Linked DNA regions of Bos taurus: region 2 is linked to region 1. A link is a contact called in public Hi-C data. All regions are on one chromosome and are shown on one strand. The core of a region is the stretch at or near the end of the contact, and the rest is flanking DNA. Distances in the headings are between cores, read along the strand shown. Region 1 overlaps LOC132346536 (a long non-coding RNA gene). Region 2 overlaps ADRA2B (adrenoceptor alpha 2B).

Region 1 (4,035 bases), core at 1,097-3,596:
GTCAGTTTTAACAAAAATCCAGCCACCGGTGTTTCCTTGGGCATCTTACCCAAACACCCTAGGTCCTGCTGAAGAAATGTACTGGTGTCCCTTGAGACTCCAAGTCTTGAGTGAGGCAGCTCAAAATGTTCAGGATTCTCACTCAAACAGTGAAATCCATATATCAGGAGAACTCTCGGGAACACCTGAAGAGTACCGAGAAGCTGGTGGGGATCTCTGGGCTGTGCTGGTTCCCTTCTGGGTGGACTCCAGGGGGCCCTCTGGATGGCCAATATCCTGCTGGTTATATCACGCATGTCAATGAAAACATTCCTCAGCCCAGCCAAGAAAGAAAATGGAAAGTTTTATTCAGGCCAAATGGAGAATTATAACCTGAGAACAGCTCCTCAGAAAGTTCTGAGAACCATTCCACTCATTACAAGGCAGGGCACAGTTATGCAAGTTTTTTGAGTCAGAGGGCTGGACATTAAATGATATATTATTGACAGTTTACACCGTCCAGACCTAAGTGTCACTCTGGCCCCTTACAAGATCAAAAATTCATGCTTTCAAACTGTGGTGTTGGAGAAGACTCTTGAGAGGCCCTTGGACTGCAAGGAGATCCAACCAGTCCATCCTAAAGGAAATCAGTCCTGAATATTCATTGGAAAAACTGATGCTTTGGCTGCCTGATGCGAATAACTGACTCATTGGAAGGGCCCCTGATGCTGGGAAAGATTGAGGGCAGGAAAAGAAGGGGGCAATGGAGGATGAGATGGGATGGCATCACCGACTCAAGTGACATGAGTCTGAGCGAGATCTGGGAGATGGTGAAGAACATGGAAGCCTGGTACGCTGCAGTCCATGGGGTCACAAAGAGTGGGGACATGAGTTAGCAGCTAAACAACAGCAAGATCAGGAAGGAATATTATCTTTTGAGAAGTTGTCTTGGGGTTAGGGAAGTGTGGCTCAGCCTGGCTGAGATGCCCTAGGCTGCCGGCCAGCTGAAGTGTTTCAAAGAGACTTTGACCCTGGTGCCGGGAGAGCTGGCCCCTGACCCTGCAGGCTCGGGGCCTGAGACCTGCCACCCCGCCCACCCGGGCTCTCTGCCATGGCCTCCTTCCCTGTGCCGCTGGGCGCAGCGGTTTTACTGGCTGATCCCCACCCCCCCCTGTGCCTCCCGCAGTGCCAGTGCTGGGCGGGGCTCCAGGCCTAAACGCTTGCAAGGTGGCCGGCAGCCTGGCGGGGGAGACAGGGCTGGGCATGTTGGCTCCAGGGCCCACTGGAGTTTTGGAAGCACCTTCACCACCCGCAGCTGAGCCTGACATGAGGGGCTGTAGCAGTGGAGAACTTTTCAGCTGAAAGTGCCTGTCAGCCCACTTTTTTTTTTTAACTGGCTTTGTGGGGAGGCTGGAGCTCTTACGAGTGAAGGGTCTAGAGACTGAGGGGGGCACTTGCTTAAGGTGCAGTTTGCTTTTGAGCTCAAGGGCTGACCCGTCCCCCTAACCCTGCAATCTTCTCCTCTTCACCCCTCCCTTCCTCGCGCCTCCATTCCCGCAGCTCCTAACAGTGGCAAAATGGCCGCCACAGCCCTAGGGCTCACCTCCCGGCTTCGGTGAGGGAACAGTGTCTTTCCCAAGCATTCCCAGCAGCAGAGGTCTCCCTGGGGCCTTGTCAGCTTTCCCTGGGAAGGGGTGCCCCCACTCCTGCCCCAGAGTTGTGGGGGTAGCTAATGCACCAGCTGGCTTGGGCTGGCCTTGGAGGTCAGGTGAACTCCAAGACTGTACAGATAGAGAGCGGAGGGGTCCCCAGGCAAGACTGAGGGGCGTGGCCAGGAGAAGAGGGCGTGTCTGCGGAGGCTGAAGACTGATGTCCAATCGGCTGGTCTTCATTGCCCCCAGACACCCACGTCAGCAGGAGGGAAGTTCCCAAAGGCCTTTTCTTGCCAGGGGAACAGAGGGGTCATGTCGGGGAGGGATGGATGGGCAGACAAAGATCATGCATCCACAGGGGTTCAAGAGAGGTGAACCCTGTGCCCAGGACGAGGTGTAAGAGCAAAGGCAGGTAGGGCAGTGGCAGGTGAGTCAGAGGGAAGCTGGGCTTTCCTGCTGGAGGAACAGACAGAATAAAGAGTGAGACTTCCCGGGTGGTCCAGTGGCCAAGACGTCATGCTTCCAATGCTGGGGACATGGGTTCCATCTCTGGTCAGGGAATTAAGATCCTGCATGCCACACGGCTAGGCCAGAAAAAAAAAAAAAAAAGGCACATAGCAGTTGGCAAGGAGCCCAGTTCTAAGACGGGCAGCCCTTCCTAGTCAGGGCAGCTGTCAAGGGGACAGTTTTAGGTTGGATGGAGCCCTGACTGGTGTCATCACCACCCAAGAGAGGGCTGTGCTTGAGAGGCCCTGAATATCTTCTAGGGCCACACTGGGCCTTCCTGCCCGGCCCACTCCCCTTACACTGTCCCTCCTCTGGGACCTCTCAGCTCTGGTTTACCACTAAGTCATGTCCGGCTCTTGTGACCCGATGTGGACTATAGCCCGCGAGGCTCCTCTGTCCATGGGATTTCCCAGGCAAGAATACTGGAGTGGGTAGCCATTCCCTTCTCCAGGGATCTTCCGGACCCAGGGATCATACCCTTGTCTCCTGCACTGCAGGCAGATTTTTTACCCACTGAGCCACTCAAGAAGCATGGGCTAAGCTCTGGCCACAAGCTAAGCGGTTTCTCCCAGGCCCCCTCATCTTGGCCAGGATGACTTCCATTCTGGCCACAAGCACCACTCCTGATGCATCGGGCCCCACCTATACCCCACTCTCCTCTCCAGTTTCTGAACCCCGAAAAGCGCATCCTGCAGGCAGCTCGAGCCTGTACTTTCTCTGTGTACCCAGCGGCTTCTGACAAAGTCCTGTGCTCTGAGCTGACCACGTGACATCAGAGCTGGCTGGGCCTGCCGCTCCCCTCACCCAAAGGGCCAGGGCCCCCCTGTGAGTCGGCCGGAGGGCTGGCAGCTGTGTCCATGGCCTTGGGGGCTTGCCTAAGGTGGAAATTTGATGGGGGCAGTGAAAAGAACAGGGACCATGTTAGGATGACAAAACCTGGCTCAGGGAGGGCCTATATGAAGTCTCAGAGTCCTCCTGACTCAGTGGCATGGCTCTGGTCTGGACTGTGTTCATGAGGGAAGATGGACAGACGAAGGAATAAAGGTTTCCAAGCACTGTGAGCAGGTGGCCCGAATACCGCACTGATGAGTGCATGCTCAGTTGCTCAGTCATGTCCAACTCTTTGCAACCCCACCAGGCTCCTCTGTCCATGGGATTCTCCAGGCAGGAATACTGGAGTGGGTTGCCATTTCCTCCTCCAGGGATCTTCCCGACCCAGGGATTGAACCTGTGTCTCCTGTGGCTCCTGCACTGCAGGTGTTTTTTCTTACTGCTGAGCCATCAGGGATGCCCCATTACTCTGTGGCAGGCTCCTCAACTTCTCGCCTGGAATCTGTTTCCTCTTGTTTTATTCACAGGTCTATGGGAAGCCCCAGCGCCCTGCAGTCCTCTGCGGCGAGCTTGGTTCCCAGCCTACAGCTTCCCTCATGGCCCGAATCACTGCCTTGGGCGTTTCTGCCTTTGGTGACCCCACAGACTCGAGTTTCCTGAAGGCAGAGCCTGTGGCTTGTCCACTGTGGTCTCCTCACAACACGGCCCACACCCGGTGTGTGGATAGCATTGACTAGAGGGAGGATAATGCCTCCTTTTGTGTGGACCTGGGAACTTGGAACTTGGAAGGAGCAGGGAAGAAGGTCACAGGGACGTCCCTGCCTGGTGGACAGGAATCCCACCCGAACAGACACTTGGGGTCTTAGACAGCCCAGTATTTCTCCTGCAGTGCTGTCTCCTGCTCAGCCTTCTAGACTTCCCCTGGGAAGGGACTGAGTGCGCTCTTCAAGCTTCTTTTCAGGATTTTCAAAAGCCTTGGGACTTCCTTGGCTGGCCCAGTGGTTAAGACCCTGAATTTCCATTGCAGGAGGCATGGGTTTGATCCCTGTTGGAGAACTAAGATCCT
Region 2 (4,035 bases), core at 698-3,197, 110 kb before region 1:
CTGCTGGTTCCCTTTCTTCTTCAGCTACAGCCTGGGTGCCATCTGCCCGCAGCACTGCAAGGTGCCCCACGGCCTCTTCCAGTTCTTCTTTTGGATCGGCTACTGCAATAGCTCGCTGAATCCCGTCATCTACACTGTCTTCAACCAGGACTTTCGCCGTGCCTTCCGGAGGATCCTGTGCCGCGAGTGGACCCAGACAGCCTGGTGAGCCCGCCAGCCTGCTGCCTGTGTGGGGTGGTGCCAGGTGGTGCTGGGTCACCCTGCTTCACCCTGTCTTAGGTGGCCACCTCCCTGGGCTTTCTGGTCCCTTCCCGGTCCTGAAGCCTCATCCTGGGGACCCCCTGGGAGGGTCAGGGGGTCTATTTGAAGGCTCCCCTTGCAGGCTACAGTCCATGGGGTCAAGAAGAGTCGGACACGACTGAGCGACTAACCCATACACACACACACACACACACACACTTGCTGGCTTGGCTGTGGGGGGCCATCTTCTCCACCCACTGCCTGTACAAGGGCAGATGGACGAGGCTTGGCCCATCCTGAACGTAGCTGAATGTTCTGGACTCCCTTCCCAGAACCACAGACCCCTGCCAACCACTGGTGGGCTTCCCTCCCCTGAGAATCCCGTGTCTTCTGGTTGACCACTTGCGGTGTTTTCTTTCTTTCTCTTCTTCCCCTGGAAAACAGCAGGAAGCCAGCCTTCCACTTTTTCCGGGAGGGCCTGCTGCGGAGGAAGCAGCAGAAATGACGACAGGCACCCACGTTGGGTGCGCAGGTCCCGATGAGGCCCTGGGTGGGGGTGTACGGGCTGACACTGTCTTTGGGCCCTTCTTCACCTTCGTCCTGCTTTTGGGTTTGTAACTCCTTTAAAGACCAGAGTCTCGGATCGTTTTCCTCACTCGGCGCCCCTCTGGAAGGCAGGTGGGTGTGTGGATGCCTCGGTGGGGTGGTCTGGAGGCCTGGCCTCCTCCTCGACGGGAGGGCCCTGATCACTAGCGTTCACCCCCTGCAAAAACTGGGGTGACAATAGCTTGCCGCCTACTTGCCGCCGGGAGACGAAAGGCATGGCTGAAAGCGTTGAGCTCCATGGGGGTAACGCATTAGAGAACCAGAAAATGTGATTATTCAGTGATACAAAAATCCCCCTTTTCTGTGTTTACCACTGCCTGTCTTCCTGTAGACTTTTGTTCTGTGCCTGGGGTGTGAATTCCTACCCCAAACTGGAAGTGGGGAGTGGCAGACAGAACCACAGTTTCAGTTCGAGGATTTCTTTGAGAATGTGTTCTTATGCCTGCAAAGATTTGAGTTATTATGCTGCATGACAACTTCCCAACATTTCACCTGCAACACCAAGAGGGTTTTCATTGGATTGGACCCCCCTCCCCCACAACGGGGGAGAAATCTTCTGTCATCAAGCCGGTGAATGTTTCCCCGAGATCTCTAAAGATACCCACTGCAAGGGAATGGGGTGAGATGAGAGTGTGTGACGGAGTGCTGGGGCTGGAACAGGTGGGTAGGGGCCCGTGGACTCCTAGGGGGCTCCCACTGGAGTCCCCAGGCTGGGCTCCAAGCCCCACGTGGGCCCCTGTGATGCATAGCTGACCCTGCCCCTGGTGGGTACCGTCTGCCCATCTCAGACCCAGCCGTGTTGCTCCACCCCACTGCGGGGGCTCCAGGGGCCTCTCCCTCTTGGTCTCCTCTCCCATCCCTCCTGGAACAACTGGGAGCACTGGGAAGATGTTTCCCAGCCTTCCCCATGGGTATGCGTGGCTCACCATTAAGCCAGTGAGCATCTTATCTTGGGGGCTGGGCTGAGCAGCACAGGCACTGATGGGCCTGGCTGGATCTGGAGGGATGTTGGGGGAATTTTCTGGGGTGGAGAGAACGGAGGGGACCAGAGTCGCTCCTGGGGCAGGAGGCCATCCAGCTCATTCCCTGGTCTCAGCGGGAGGCTGGGCCTGGCCTGGGGGCAGGGCCAGGGAGGCTGGGCCTGGGAGGGGCTGACTTGTGTCATCTGCTGACTAGGCTCACGTGTGCCCCTCGCGGGACCACTGCTGTTGTTGCTGGTGTCCCCTTGTGATATGCAGGTTTTATTTTTTTTAAAGTCTGAGCTATTTTATCAATAAAGGATATTTTGTAATAAGCAAGCTGTGTCCTCATTGCCCAAAGACGACCGATAGTAGTTATTTCTCAGCTACCTGTGTAGCAGATTCTGGCACAGGGGCCCTCCCAGGGCCAGTTGCCTTTTCCACCTCTGGGTGTGGCTGGCTGGTCCCCACCCACCTGCCTGAGTTTGTCCACTCAGCTTCCCTCATTCATCATTACAAGTCAGTGGGGGTGAGAGTCACCAGGGGAGTTTGAGACTGGCTGCCTGGGAAGGAAGGGAGGGAAGGCTTTCAGAGGAGGTGACCTTTGGGCAGGGCCTTGGGTGAAGAGCAGGAGTACACCAAGAAGGAAGACAGGAGGGTGTTTTGGGCAGGAGACCAGCACATGGGGGCTGACACCACCCACACAGAATGGGAGGAACACGGGGAGGGAGGGAGGGAAAGAAGGTCACTCAAAGGAAGGTTTGAAGCTGCTGCCTTCACCCTATGCCTAAGGAAAGACTGAAGGCAAAAGGAGAAGAGGGTGGCAGAGGATGAGATTGGATGGCATCACCGACTCAATGGACATGAATTTAAGGAAACTGGGGCACAGTGAAAGACAGGGAAGCCTGGCGTGCTACAGTCCATGGGGTCACAAAGAGTTGGACACGACTTAGAGACTGAACAATATCAATGACTTCAGTGAGGGGCAGGAGATTGGGATGGATCTGTTTTATGTCAGGCTGTCTGGCATGAGGATTCAGAACTGGAAGGCCTGCAGGTGGTTCCTGTCAGTCTCCCCACTTTCCAGGTGAAGCATCTGAGGCCCCAAGTTACCCCATGAGTTGGGTCAGGAGCTGAGTCCAGCAGGCTTCCTGTCGCCTCAGAGAAGGCAGTTTCTGGGGCCCGAACTAGGTGGGCCAGGTTCTGTTGGCAGGGGAGGCCAGGAAGCAGGCTGGTTGTATTAATAGTAGCAGTTGGCAGAGGGCAGGGGTAGGACTGATACCAGTGGCAGACCCAGGGAAGGATGAGGCCTGGGAGGGAAGGACCCGGATCTGCTGGGGGGAGGCCACGCCCACCACAACCAAGCTTTCATACTTCAGTGGGACCATGGCTTCTGCCGGCGGAGGAGGGGCAACCACCCAAGACTAATGCGTTCATCATCACTGGTGGGCTTGGGAAATGGGGCTTCAAGGGAGAGTTTACGAGGAAGCCACACCCTGCCTTGAGGAACTCCCATCACCTCACACCAGCCTGTATACTCACCCCTAAAAGCCTCAGCCAGATGACGGCAGATCAAGGTAGCTCATGTTTGCACATGCTAAGTTGCTTTAATTATGTCTGACTCTGTGTGACCCTATGGACTGTAGCCCACTAGGCTCCTCTGTCCACGGAATTCTCCAGGCCAGAATACTGAAGTGGGTTGCCAGTCCCTCCTCCAGGGGATCTTCCCAACCCAGGGATCAAAGTTGCATCTGTTATGTCTCCTGGATTGGAAGGCGGGCTCTTCACCACGAGTGCCACAAGGTAGCTCTCCTCTTCCCATTTACTGAGCTCACGGCTTCTGTGGTGTCTTTGTCTGATTAACTCGTTTCATCCTTATGCTCATTCTATAAGGTAAGTATCAGCCCATCTTATTCTGGGGAAACTGAGTCTTAGAAAGCTAAGATGGCTTGCCTGAGGTCATCCAGGCCCAAGCTCTTTCTGCTGGACCACACTGTTCCTTGCTGTTCTGGAAGAAGATCTCCTGGCCTAGTCTCTGGAAACAATAGCAGAAAAAGACCCCTGCTAGAGCCCGACTGCTGGCAGTCCAATTTGGATATATTATCTTGTTTAATCCTCATAATGTAGCTGGGTGTGGCCATTTTACAGGAGAGGAAACTGGGACTCAAGGTCACCCAGCTGCTGCTGGGGGTCAGGGGATGCTGAGGCTGCATCTGGCTCGATTCAGTTA

The links. A called contact is a pair of places that touch in the nucleus more often than the background predicts.
Region 2: a contact with region 1 is called in a Hi-C map of liver, with 2.5 times the contacts expected there. The contact joins two enhancer-like sites. A contact is called at or near these places in 3 of 11 Hi-C or Micro-C datasets (8-cell embryo, liver and skeletal muscle).

What each region holds. Positions count from the first base shown.
Region 1 is chr11:2,141,197-2,145,231 of ARS-UCD2.0, reverse strand. All of the region lies in intron 1 of LOC132346536 (a long non-coding RNA gene), which reads left to right. Among named protein-coding and RNA genes, the nearest start is that of FAHD2A, 11 kb to the left of the region's middle. Within about 2 kb of position 2,346, at least 9 of the 102 cell types and tissues checked have an H3K27ac peak or open chromatin away from gene starts, as enhancers often do. A contact at or near this core is called in liver, where this site is marked.
Region 2 is chr11:2,249,468-2,253,502 of ARS-UCD2.0, reverse strand. ADRA2B (adrenoceptor alpha 2B) reads left to right here. Exons shown (of 1, transcript NM_001206628.1): 1 at 1-208. The coding sequence ends at 208. Among named protein-coding and RNA genes, the nearest start is that of ADRA2B, 3.2 kb to the left of the region's middle. Within about 2 kb of position 1,947, at least 7 of the 102 cell types and tissues checked have an H3K27ac peak or open chromatin away from gene starts, as enhancers often do. A contact at or near this core is called in liver, where this site is marked.